4 separate regions of the Zea mays genome follow, and regions 1, 2 and 3 are each linked to region 4. A link is a contact called in public Hi-C data. All regions are on one chromosome and are shown on one strand. Each heading gives the region's core, a stretch centred on a gene start, on an enhancer-like site or on the middle of the called end of the contact. The rest is flanking DNA. Distances are from core to core; before and after follow the strand shown.

Evidence for each region. A called contact is a pair of places that touch in the nucleus more often than the background predicts.
Region 1: a contact with region 4 is called in a Hi-C map of leaf, with 4 times the contacts expected there. The contact joins the enhancer-like site here to the promoter of LOC103638625 in region 4. A contact is called at or near these places in 3 of 25 Hi-C or Micro-C datasets (ear, leaf and tassel).
Region 2: a contact with region 4 is called in a Hi-C map of root tip, with 2.6 times the contacts expected there. The contact joins the promoter of LOC103638622 here to the promoter of LOC103638625 in region 4. A contact is called at or near these places in 15 of 25 Hi-C or Micro-C datasets (bundle sheath, ear, endosperm and 3 more) and 2 of 3 datasets of contacts at active chromatin or transcription factors (leaf and seedling).
Region 3: a Hi-C map of endosperm shows a contact between it and region 4, with 2.8 times the contacts expected there. The contact joins the promoter of LOC100272765 here to the promoter of LOC103638625 in region 4. A contact is called at or near these places in 4 of 25 Hi-C or Micro-C datasets (ear, endosperm and leaf).

Annotation. Positions count from the first base shown.
Region 1 is chr9:86,028,397-86,031,150 of Zm-B73-REFERENCE-NAM-5.0, reverse strand. No RefSeq gene overlaps it. Among protein-coding and RNA genes, the nearest start is that of LOC100274875, 100 kb to the left of the region's middle. Within about 2 kb of position 1,345, at least 13 of the 20 cell types and tissues checked have an H3K27ac peak or open chromatin away from gene starts, as enhancers often do. A contact at or near this core is called in ear, leaf and tassel, where this site is marked.
Region 2 is chr9:86,252,640-86,255,461 of Zm-B73-REFERENCE-NAM-5.0, reverse strand. It overlaps LOC103638622 (U-box domain-containing protein 34), which reads left to right and starts at 1,482. Exons shown (of 9, transcript XM_008661480.4): 1 at 1,482-1,763; 2 at 1,868-1,992; 3 at 2,092-2,207. The coding sequence starts at 1,577.
Region 3 is chr9:86,833,168-86,836,018 of Zm-B73-REFERENCE-NAM-5.0, reverse strand. LOC100272765 (putative serine/threonine protein phosphatase superfamily protein) reads right to left here and starts at 1,409. Exons shown (of 6, transcript NM_001147218.1): 1 at 924-1,409; 2 at 1-102. The coding sequence starts at 1,176.
Region 4 is chr9:86,527,757-86,530,456 of Zm-B73-REFERENCE-NAM-5.0, reverse strand. It overlaps LOC103638625 (transcriptional elongation regulator MINIYO), which reads left to right and starts at 1,275. Exons shown (of 10, transcript XM_008661481.2): 1 at 1,275-1,632; 2 at 1,730-2,573; 3 at 2,663-2,700. The coding sequence starts at 1,405.

The DNA.
Region 1 (2,754 bases), core at 96-2,595, 500 kb after region 4:
AGCGGCTCGGACACTCACATTAGTAATTTATGAAACTAAATTTGTCGTATGCATTGTATTGTGGGTGTTTTTATTAATTGTGATATCTTATTTAATTGGGTTGGTATCTAATTATACTTGGTAACTGCTAATAAAATTTTGACCAACTTTAAAAGCAATGCTCAGCTTTAACTATCTCCTTTGGTAAGTCTTACACTTCACATGAGCCCCACTGTAAGTGAGCTCATCCACATTGTTCCCCACAACTTGTTGAGCGATCAACGAATGTGACCTCACCCTTGTTGTACTCACATCCCTCAGGTCAAGAATAGGTACCCAAGATAAGGAGCATGAAGGATGTTGTGATGAGTTTGTGAGAGGTCTAGACCGCCGCCTCTCAGTCAACTTAGATTGCTGGATTATTGTCTTCGTATGATGTAATTATTTAGTTATTTTGTATAGAACTCATATTATATAGTAAAAGATGTGACATCCGTTTTTGTACCATGACTCATCATATGTGTGAGACTTGATTCTATCACACATTTGACATTCGCCCGGGTTTGGCCTCCTAAATCCGGGGGAGCCATTGGCAATTTTGCCATTATCATTTGTGGGCTTCGCCAATATGCCATCGGACCCACAAATCATAGACACAGACGGTCCCACCAGTCATAGACACAGGATGGCATAATAACAGACAGCCAAAATTGAGAGTGGCAAAATAGCAAATTTCTCAAATCCGGGGGTGACATTCAGATTGATAGATAAACTTATGTTGTAGTGAGTTTGCAGGAGTAGGTTTCTTTTGCTGCAGGTTATCCTGGACAGTTTGTCTAAACTTTACTATATTTCTGTTATGGAAATATAGAAATGGGGTAATCTTCTTATCAAAAAAAAATGTAACATGTGGGTTTCTTCAAACAGTGATATGTCATGTTAATTATGAAAATGTCATTAAAATGTTTTCAGAATGGCTAATCGATTCTCATCGCTAGAGGAGCAATCAGCCCGATTAATCGCCTTCTGAATCCTAAGTTCTAAATCGAGCAAGTTGCAGGTGACATGACTGGGGACTAGGGACTCGGATCACAAATTCACAACGAGGACTAGGGTCTAGGGACTTGGGGAGTGATATGAGCACAGCCCACAGCTTCCATGACGGGGCGCACCCAACACATGAGCACTATAGGCAAGTCACCGGTGAACAAGGAGTCGAGGTCTGCGGAGAAGAGGTCAGCTACTGTAGGACCAAGGAGTGGGCACACTGGGGACCAAGGAGGGGGCGCCGATGGCGCACCGCTGTCTCTGTGCTCTACTGCTCTAGTGTCTGGTCTAGGGTTCTTCAATCTCCAGGCTATGTGATGCTCTACTACTCTCGTGTGTGGGCTAAGCTCTGCGTATAGGAAAGGTCAAGTGGGTTGCACTGGTCCAATATGAATGCTAACAAAAAACGAAGTGGGCCGAAATTGAAAATTCCCAAACGCGGGCAAACTGATCGTCCGCGACCTGATCGAACGACTAATCATGATTAAATGACGATTAATCGGATGATCAGGTTTCTAATCACTCTGATTGTGTCGCTATTGTTTATCGATCGAGTGCACAATTGTGATCAGTCAATTAATCGCTATTAATGAGACGATATGAAAACATTGATGACATTGCTATTATTTAATTAAGAATCTTATAAACATTAAGAATTAACATATACACAAAAATAAGTTAGTTGCTTTGCATATGAACCAATCTTCAGTTTGCATGGTTTATGAACTAACGAGCTGTATGTTTTGAAGTTAGTAGATGTTAAATCAATGCATGCATAGTAGTACTATAAAATTGAACATACCCTCAAAGAAAATTAAATCGTCATATTTCTGAGTAGAAATGAGACTCACAAGTTGTTCAAATTTAAATGCTTTAGAAATATAATTTCAACTGGCAGGGCGCAGTTTCGCCAATATAGCTTTAGTAAGGAAAGTGTTGGTTCTCTTGGCAGCTCTCTCAAGTAAAACCCTCTGATGCTTACATTCATGCCAACACTTTGATAAGAAGCACAGCAGAAAGTTGCCAAATTTCAATGACCTCGGGAACTCTGATGCCCGGTCATCAATCACAGAAATTAGCTCATTAACGGTGCTTGGTGTCAAGTAAATATCTTGACTAAGAATGTTGTAAAATAGTGCAAACAGAGATTCCGTCCACACCAAATGAGTACCGATATTCTCCATATGCTGAGGCATACAGATTGGTTTCCTCTCTTGCTCCTTTCCTGAAAGCAGCCTATGGCAGAAAGCAGTAACTTGCAGTGGATGCATGCATTCCTTGATAATACGTGTTAACACATCACACTGGGGAACATTTAGGCCGCCCTTTCTAAGAACCAGTGGAAAGAGTACAGCTTCCAGTGCTGCAGCTGGGTGGCGCTTGCAGAGACCCAATGCAGTGGAAAGGAGAACGGATGAAGCTGGTCTTTGAAGCTCCAGTAACTGTGGTAAGAAAACAGAACACAGAACAAGTGCTGGTCCTTTTCCATCCACCCCATCTTCCTCAAGCACTAAATTGGAAAGCAAGACCCTCAGAGTGTCATCGTCAGCTTCCCACGGCTGTACTAAGCTAAGCACTCCTGCAGCATTCCTGGACTCAACGCAAAGGTCCTGCAAATCCTTCGCCACCCGCCGGGCCGCCAAGACAGATTCCACTGTCACAATCTCCTTCTGCAGAGCCACGACTCTCTGCATGATTGAGTCCTCAAGCGGAGGAGCTTGAGGAGGA
Region 2 (2,822 bases), core at 233-2,732, 280 kb after region 4:
TCGGAAGTTAAGTTAACTTCCGACGGCCGGTCAATAACTGATAACGTAAAATCATGTTTATTTAAGTCCAACCGTAATAGGATACAACCCTAAAAATGGATACCAGTCTATTCAAACTTGTTACTGTCGGTATTCGTATGTGAATCATCATCATTACCATTTACGTTACATTTTGTGAACCAAACGACACCTAAAGTTTTGGAGGCCACTTTTAGTCATCCTGTTTGGCACTTTAGGAACTAAGTTAGTGGTTGGTTCCGAAACTAGCTGGGATAGAGCGACTCAAACCAGGGAGCGGCTCCATCCAATGGATTTTATAGAGCCGGATGGTTCAACATTTAGACATAATTTTTCTTATTTAGAGTCATCCTATTCTACATGGAACCAATCCAAACAACAACAAATTAGGAAAGGAGCGGCTCCGTCTCACTAAAAGTGAATAAACTTCGGTCAATAAAGCTTATGCCTTGTTCAGTTGCGTCTAGATTGGAGTGGATAGAACAAGATTAAATCTCCTTCTATTTAATTTTGACTAGAGAGTGATTTAATCTCATCCAATCCCTTTCGATCCAGTCGCAACCGAACAAGACCCTAGTGGATGGAAACAAACAAACCCCTCAACATAGCCTGAGAACATGGTCGAACTCGATAGTCGAAGCAATTGAGATGCGAGTGTTGGAATCACTCCTGTCGTCACAAGTGCTGCCTAATCTCAAGCACTAAAAAGCTAGTAGTTTCAGTTTGCTTTCTGATGAACACACGCACACAACTAGTAGTTTACAAAGGAACACGCATGCAAGTGATAACAACCAACAGACTCCCAGATACATGCATGCAAGTGATAACAACCAACAGCCCAGTCGCCCGAGACTGACTCCACGATCCTATTCTACGTGCACGCTACAACAGCATGCTCATGGCGAGTCTCACTCACGCCACACACCTCCATCTCCAAGTCCATGCACACACTAATCAAGAGGCACATGGCCGGCGAGTCTCACGCCAACGACGTGCAAAAACCCAGTCGCTGGATCTATTCCTTCGCCACGAAAATCACTTCCGTCCACACGTACGCAGTTACCACTTCCCATGGCGTTGCTGGCCTCATGCCTTGCCGACTCCCTACAGCTAAATGCAAAACGAAATATAAACATGCAGATCTCCTAATGACAAGATTGTTTCTAACATCGAGATCCACGATTTTTTTTACTTTGATTTTTTTGTCATCCATCCTCAATGAACAAGATAAAAGCTCAACATGCCGAAATCGCCGACCAAAACGAAACGAACCCTTCATCCGGATCTCCCTCACGAACGCGCACCAGTCACCACGCGCGTCCCCAGTCCAACTGGGGGCCCCACGGAAGACGGTCCGGCCTCCACGTCACTGTCACGGTGAGCGCAGCCCCGAAACATCCATTCATTGAACGAACGAGCTCATCATCATTAAAAACAACGCAACCCAACCGCCGTGCTCTCGAAGGAACCCGCCCGCGGCCCGCCCGTTGCTTGCCCGCAAGACCGCAGCAGCTCAGTTGAGTTGACCTCGCGACCTCCCCCGGCCGGCGCCGCAGGGATGGAGGAGGGTGCGTCCTCGCCGGGCGACGGCGGGGGCATGCAGTTCCAGGTCGCGGTGGCCGTGCGCGGGGACGGCCGCGCCAGCCGCCGAGCCGCGCGGTGGGCCGCCGCCAGCCTGGTCCCGCCCGGCGGCCGCGTCGCGCTCGTCCACGTCATCCCGCCCGTCTCCTTCGTGCCGTCTCCATGTAAGGACCACTTCACTTCACTTCCCCTCCTCGAGTCCTCTGGGTTCCAAATGGGAGCCACCTAACGATGGGCTCCACGGTTTTTCTTTCTCGGTGTGGCGAAGCCGGGGAGAGGGTGCCGGTGGACAAGATGGAGCCGGAGGTGGTGGAGATGTACGCGCAGGACAACCGCGCGCTCGCGCAGGAGATCTTCCTCCCCTTCCGCCGCCTCGTCGGCCGCGGCAAAAGCGTGAGTGGAAGTGGCCCCCCTCGCGTTTCACTCCGCGTCGTAGCTTTGCTGGTACTGCGTCGTTTCTGATCGACTGGTTCGAGCCTGCCAAATTCGCAGGTGGAGACGGTGGTTCTGGAAGGGGACAGCGTCGCCGAGGCGCTGGTGAGGTACGCGGCGGAGTCCGGCGTCCGCAGCCTCGTGCTCGGATCCGCCTCCCTCAGCTGGTTCCGGAGGTGAGGATTTTTAGTACACAAGGCGTCTGGAATTTCACTTTTGAGAAACCAAATGTCCATGTTATAGGGATTCAGGGAATCGCTGCTAAGTTTTACTGAAATTAAATAATTTTACTGAAGTGAGGTAAAACTATAAGAATAAAGGCCACAGGGAGCAAAAAGGAGTGTCCCTTTTTGGAGACAGTGAAACGAGCTTCATTCTGTCAGACCAACGATTTGGCAAACATTTCGTCAGGATTGAGCGTCTTTTCTGTCAAAGGCTAGCACTTTTTTTTTATTTTTTTTGCAAATCTCTCCAAACACAAAGACTAGGATTCTGCTTTTGAGAACCCCACAAGTGATGTGATGGATCATGCCTTTTTCCTAATTAAAACAAAAAAGGAAAGCAAGGGAGCAAAAGGGGGGGGGGGATAGTGAGATGTGCGCGCGCATTTGGCATAGTGGGATGTGCCCAAAGCAATGGTAGGGAACAAAAGGGAAAACAAAACTCAAAATACAAACAGACAAACCTTTTGAGATAGTGGGATGCGCACACAGGCACAGCATTTGGTATTGGAAAGCTGGACGCATGCACGTACACTGGAATTGATCTGCTTTTTTTTATGAAGATCAAAC
Region 3 (2,851 bases), core at 160-2,659, 310 kb before region 4:
GTCTACTCTCATGATTTCCTCTCAATATTGTGATTCTGTCTCTATAACGTACTTTTAGAGCCACCAATAAGGACACAGTCTCCACTGAGTAGTAGCCACGGTCTGCAGAAAAACCCATAGTCAACTCAACTGTGGTATGGAAACAAATAAAACTATCGAAAGCAGTAGAAAGTTTAGATATGAAGACGGTAAGCTTCCCCAGTACCTTGACAAGTTAACTGGAAAAGGTAACATTTCCTGAAGCACGTCTAATATTGCACAGCACTAGGACGCAGCACATCAAAAATTGCAGGAAAGTTTAATTGGACAGCGTCCTGTTTGTGTGTATGCCCATATGCTAGGCCCATAGAAATAGCACATGTAACAAGCGTGTTTTGCAGGCAAGGCTCTTATAAGTTCATCTATAGCTTTTCAAGAATGCTTTACGTGTACAATCAATGTGAGCAATAGTGTAGTGTACAATCAGTAGACCATCCATATATATGCCATAAAATTTAAAAAGGTTCACGTTTTCAATTTCTTATATACAATAACTACAAACATTCAATAATTGCTAGTCTGCAGAAGTTTTTAAGTCACTTATCATAAAGCAACAAATTTATCATGTAATAACGCCAGAAAGAATCTTTGTGATCCATAAAGCAACAGTGAGGAAGCCATAATCAGCTTAAACAGTCCATTTAGCATAATCAGCTTGAACAATCCGTTTAGCATCAATAACCCCGTCCACTGAGCCATAATCAGCTTGAGCGCCTCAGTTCACAAGCACGATCTATTGAAACCAATACTCCTAGCTAATAACAGTCTCCAGAGAAACAGATCGAACCACCATGCAAATCAACAGATCGACCGGAACCAAGAACGAGTCGGGAGGGGCTAGGATAGGCGGGAGGGGCTAGGATACGTAGTCGGGAGGGACTGACCGACGTAGTCGCCCATAAAGAGGTAGTTGGTGTCGGGCGCGTCGCCACCGATGCGAAAGAGCTCGATGAGGTCGTAGAACTGGCCGTGGATGTCGCCGCAGACAGTGACGGGGCAGCGCACGGGCTGCACGTTCCACTCCTCCATGAGGATCGCCTTGGCCTGCTCGCATAGCGTTTTGACCTCCGCCTCAGGCAGGAACTTGCAATCCCGCAGCTGCGAGATCTGGCGGTCCAGATCCGCGTGCGATGGCATCGCTGCTGCCGCTGCCGCTGCGCTCTCCCTCAAACCTCCCCTTTCCTTCCCCCTTACCTAGTTCCCTCCGCCGCAGCCCCAACCAGAACAGCCTAGGAGGAGGAGGAGCGCGGGACCCAGCAAAGCCGCCGGCGGAGAGGGGCGCCGGGGCGCGGGGGATTGGACGGGATCGAAGAGGACGGAGGTGGAGGCGAGGAGGTGCTAGTGCCTATGCCTCCATCATTCCCTCTCGCTTCGCGATCTTTTGTTCGTGGATGGGGGGAGCTTTTCTTTAAATTTTTTGTTTTCCTCGCTGTCTTGGTATTTGTTTTCGATTTGGCTTTGGGCTTTTCTTTTTGGTGATTTAGTCCTTGGTTATAGTAGTTTTATGTGTTGTTTTATGAAATAAAGGCAAACCTCCTTACCAGGTAGAGAGTTATGCGTTTGATTACGGGTCAGCTAGGATAGGAACGTTTTCTAGTGTCCTCTCTCGTCCCTCTAATTTTAAGGGACAACAGAGGACAACATTAGGATAGTCATGTCCCAACCCTCGACTTAGAACCAAACAACCTAATTTGAGGAATCGTCTCATCCCATTCTGTTCTATCATTGTAACCAAATGTACCCATAGAGATCTCCAGAAAGACCTATATGTTACAAAAAAAATTAGGATAAACTAGCGAAAAACAAAGTCTAAGGGAAATTAGTTCATTTTCCCATGAAAAAAATAGAAATCTCTTAGGAAAATGAGGTTCCCAAACTAGCCCTAACAGGTGACCAAAACTTCCTCAAAAACTTTGGGACTACGAATTCATCTCCACACATATTTTTATAAACTATGGCATGCCCAAACTCCAATAAAAATCATTTCCCACATGTGATTCATTTTCCACCGGTTCTTTTTATTCCACATGCGAGGGGGGCGAAAAGAGTGCATTTGCACTAGGGCAACAAAGTCGTGACCAACAGTGGAGACAGTGACTTGAAGGGCGGGTGTGGCGGCAGCGGCAGCAGCGTGAAGGGTGGCTACGGTAGCGACATGAAAAAGACAGTGACGGTGGTGGCTTGAAGGGCTACATCGGCGACAACGTGAAGGGCACGGTTATGGGGTCGTGAAGGTCGGCTGTGGTGGCGGCGTATATGAGGGTTGTGGCAGGGGCATGAAGGGTGGCGGCGGCAGATGGAAGGGCTGTGGCGGCGACGTGTAGATTAGATGCGTTGGCGGATTGAAGGTATGTTCATGTAGTAAAGAACTTGTTCTCCTAGAAATTGCCCTCCCTTCTCTATTGGCTTTTAGGAAACGTGAATTAAAAAACATTTCAAAGCCCAATTCTCCCTTCTTTGTAGCGGCATGAAGAGCAGCAATGCAACCACCATGGTCAAGTACTCCTGTCTGGTAGGGGCAAGAAAGAGTTGCTTGCGCGAGGTTTCAACAACGTGTTGTGGCTAGAAGGGGGCAGCAAAATCAACGGCTTGGGGCGAGGACAACTTGCAATGGAGTAGTGGAGGCACAAATTTTCAGAGGTCCATCGACGACGGACTCGACCTCCTCGGTGATCTACTGATCTATAAGATGTTGGGCAGTGTCGTTCGTCGATTGAAGACGTTGTTGGCATTGGTTTCGATTCCCTGTTGGCAGTTCCCTACTCATCTAACGAAAACCCATATGTTGATTTGGAACAATCTACAAGTGGCA
Region 4 (2,700 bases), core at 26-2,525:
CTGTTGATCTACATACTGTTTAATAGATTGGATGTCGTCGGATTTACTTACATTGGAGATTTGAAGCGAAGGTAGAAGAGATGTGACCTTGATCTCTCCATGTTTGACAACCTTCTGGTGACGTTTCACCGTGAATTGTGAAGAAATTCTCCTTTGCTTAACGCATGTAGTCTTCGTATCACTGTTGCTCATCGGCCGATAGACTTTCAACAGCCGACCTAATGATATTGCCTGGAAAGGTACCAGTGTGATCTTTGAAACCGACCATTTGAGGGCCTGATTATTATTAGATCTAGACACCTATTCTCAGCGGAGTCGCCAAAAATTGTGTTGGCGCCGATCTGGGCGCCAAACACTGGAGATGAACAGCCTTGCAGTGCTCTCTGTGGAGGCACAAACGGTCTGCGTCACCGGGCCAGACGGTCCGCGACCTGGGCACAGGAGCGACTCCTTCTTTGCGTACGTCCGGACGGTCCGCGCGTAGGGCTCAGACGATCCGTGATGGAATAGAAGGTCGTCTTATTCACATAAGACCTAGATCTCGCCTCCTAGAAGGGACCCGTCGTGGAGGAGAGATCTTAGGGTGTGTCTTGGGGTCAGCAGGCCACCCGAGACGTCTCTAGTCGACGTAGAGCTGAAGAGAGGTAAAAATTCGAGGCAGAAGAATACTAAACTAGGGCTACTCCTAATGCTTAAGGTAAGAATGATGAGTAGAATTGATTGGATTGATTGTGTGAGGTTTAATCGGTCGTACCCCTTTATCTATATAAAGGGGAAGATCTGGACCCATTATAAGTCAGTTTCCGAGTTAATCCCGCGAAGATCGATATCAAATTCCGCAAGAAAACAGGGAACATAAATGATTCTGCGCACGCGTGTATTATGCCGCCACTGTGGACTGTCCGATCACAGGGGCGGACAATCCGCAAGCCAATTCCGAAGTTACAGGTCAGCCACTCCATCAACGATGACGGACGAACCGATCCATAATAATTTTGAAATTTTTTATCCATACAATACACTATTTCTTTTGTGGTACGATTGACCAGACATGCGATTGTGTTTAAACTTTTCGATCTGGTTGGACGCAGTCTATTCGTGTGGCTTTAATCTATACATACTTTAATATGAAGCGGACAACCTTGACCTTCTATATTCATGTGAAAATTCACAATTAAACTCTTTTATGCGAAGTTTCTCAAAATTCAATAAGGTTCACGCATGTCAAACAGATATTGATCAAGTTTGAACTATAGGCGTGCAACGCGCCCCTTGATCTAGTTTGTCATAAGCTATCGACACACAAGTTTTGAAGCTTCGCGATTTGACGGGCGACCACAAAACCATACAGGCTCACACCAAAAGCGGCATAGCAGTATAGCACCATAACCCCTCTCTTCCCCGATGGACGCGACGACGAAGCGGCGGCACCAGCCCGGCGGCGCGCAGCCCACACGCCGTAAGGTCGTGGAGGAACCCTTCCACACCGCACCCCCTACACCTGCCGCGGCGTCCCCCTCCCGCCTCGTCGGCGCCATCGTCGAGAAGGGCTACTCCGCCGCCGCACCCTCCTCGGCGCCCCGACCTTCCGTCCTCCCCTTCCCCGTCGCCCGCCACCGCTCCCACGGCCCCGTAAGCAGACGCCGCCCTCCCAAACAAACCCTAGGCTCCTAACCCGCTAACCTCGATTTGCTTCGCCGCTGACCAACTACTACTTCCCGTTTCGCAGCACTGGGTTCCCTTGGTGAAGGACGCCCCCAAGGATGAGACCGCGGACAACGACGACGAGATGGACATGGATGAGACAGACTACCATCCTGTGGCAGCTGCTGCAGCTGGTCCTGTGAGGAGGAAGGAGAAGAAGGGCATGGATTTTAGCCGGTGGCGTGAGTTTGTTGGCGATGCTCCCCCCAAGCGGAGGCAGGGGAAGCCAGTGCAGGCCAAGAAACAGAGCGATCAGAGAATTGATGCTGGGGCTGTAGCTTCTAAGGTAGGTGGTGTGGCAGCTGAGGGGAGAGGATTGGAGGGAGGTGCTATGCGGCTTGACAGTGGAAATGCTAGCGAAGGGCCAGGTCCCGTGCTTTTGGTTTCTGATGTCGTGTCCAAGAAGCCAATGAGTCAGGTTGAATCGAGAGATGAATTGGTGAACACAAGTGAGGCTAGGAATTTGGCATCACAAGCAGAGAGTATGGACCTCGACGGCAGGGAGTCATCTATGGAAGCAGAGATCAGCGCAGAGAACATGGCTAGGTTGGCTGGGATGTCTGCAGGGGAGATTGCAGAGGCCCAAGCAGATATTGTAAATAAGCTGAACCCTGCATTGCTGGAGATGCTGAGGCGGCGGGGAAGGGAGAAGTCTGGAGGCACGAAGGATGTGGGTAAGGACAAGGGTCTGAAAAACTCAGGGCTGCAGAAGAATAAAAGGGCTACACCAGGGGATTGGTTGACTGCTGGTGAACATACTGGGCACTCCTGGAAGGTGTGGAGCGAAAGAGTGGAGCGGATCAGGTCTTGTAGGTTCACATTAGATGGAGACATATTGGGGTTCCAATCTTCTCACGAGCAACAAGATGGTATACCACATGGTTTTGCTCATATGAGCTACATTTGCTTCTGTTGGTGTGGTATCCTTTAGATGACAACCTATATCTCCCACTTTCAGGCAAGAAGATGCCTTCAGAAAGTGTTGCTGAGCGTGAT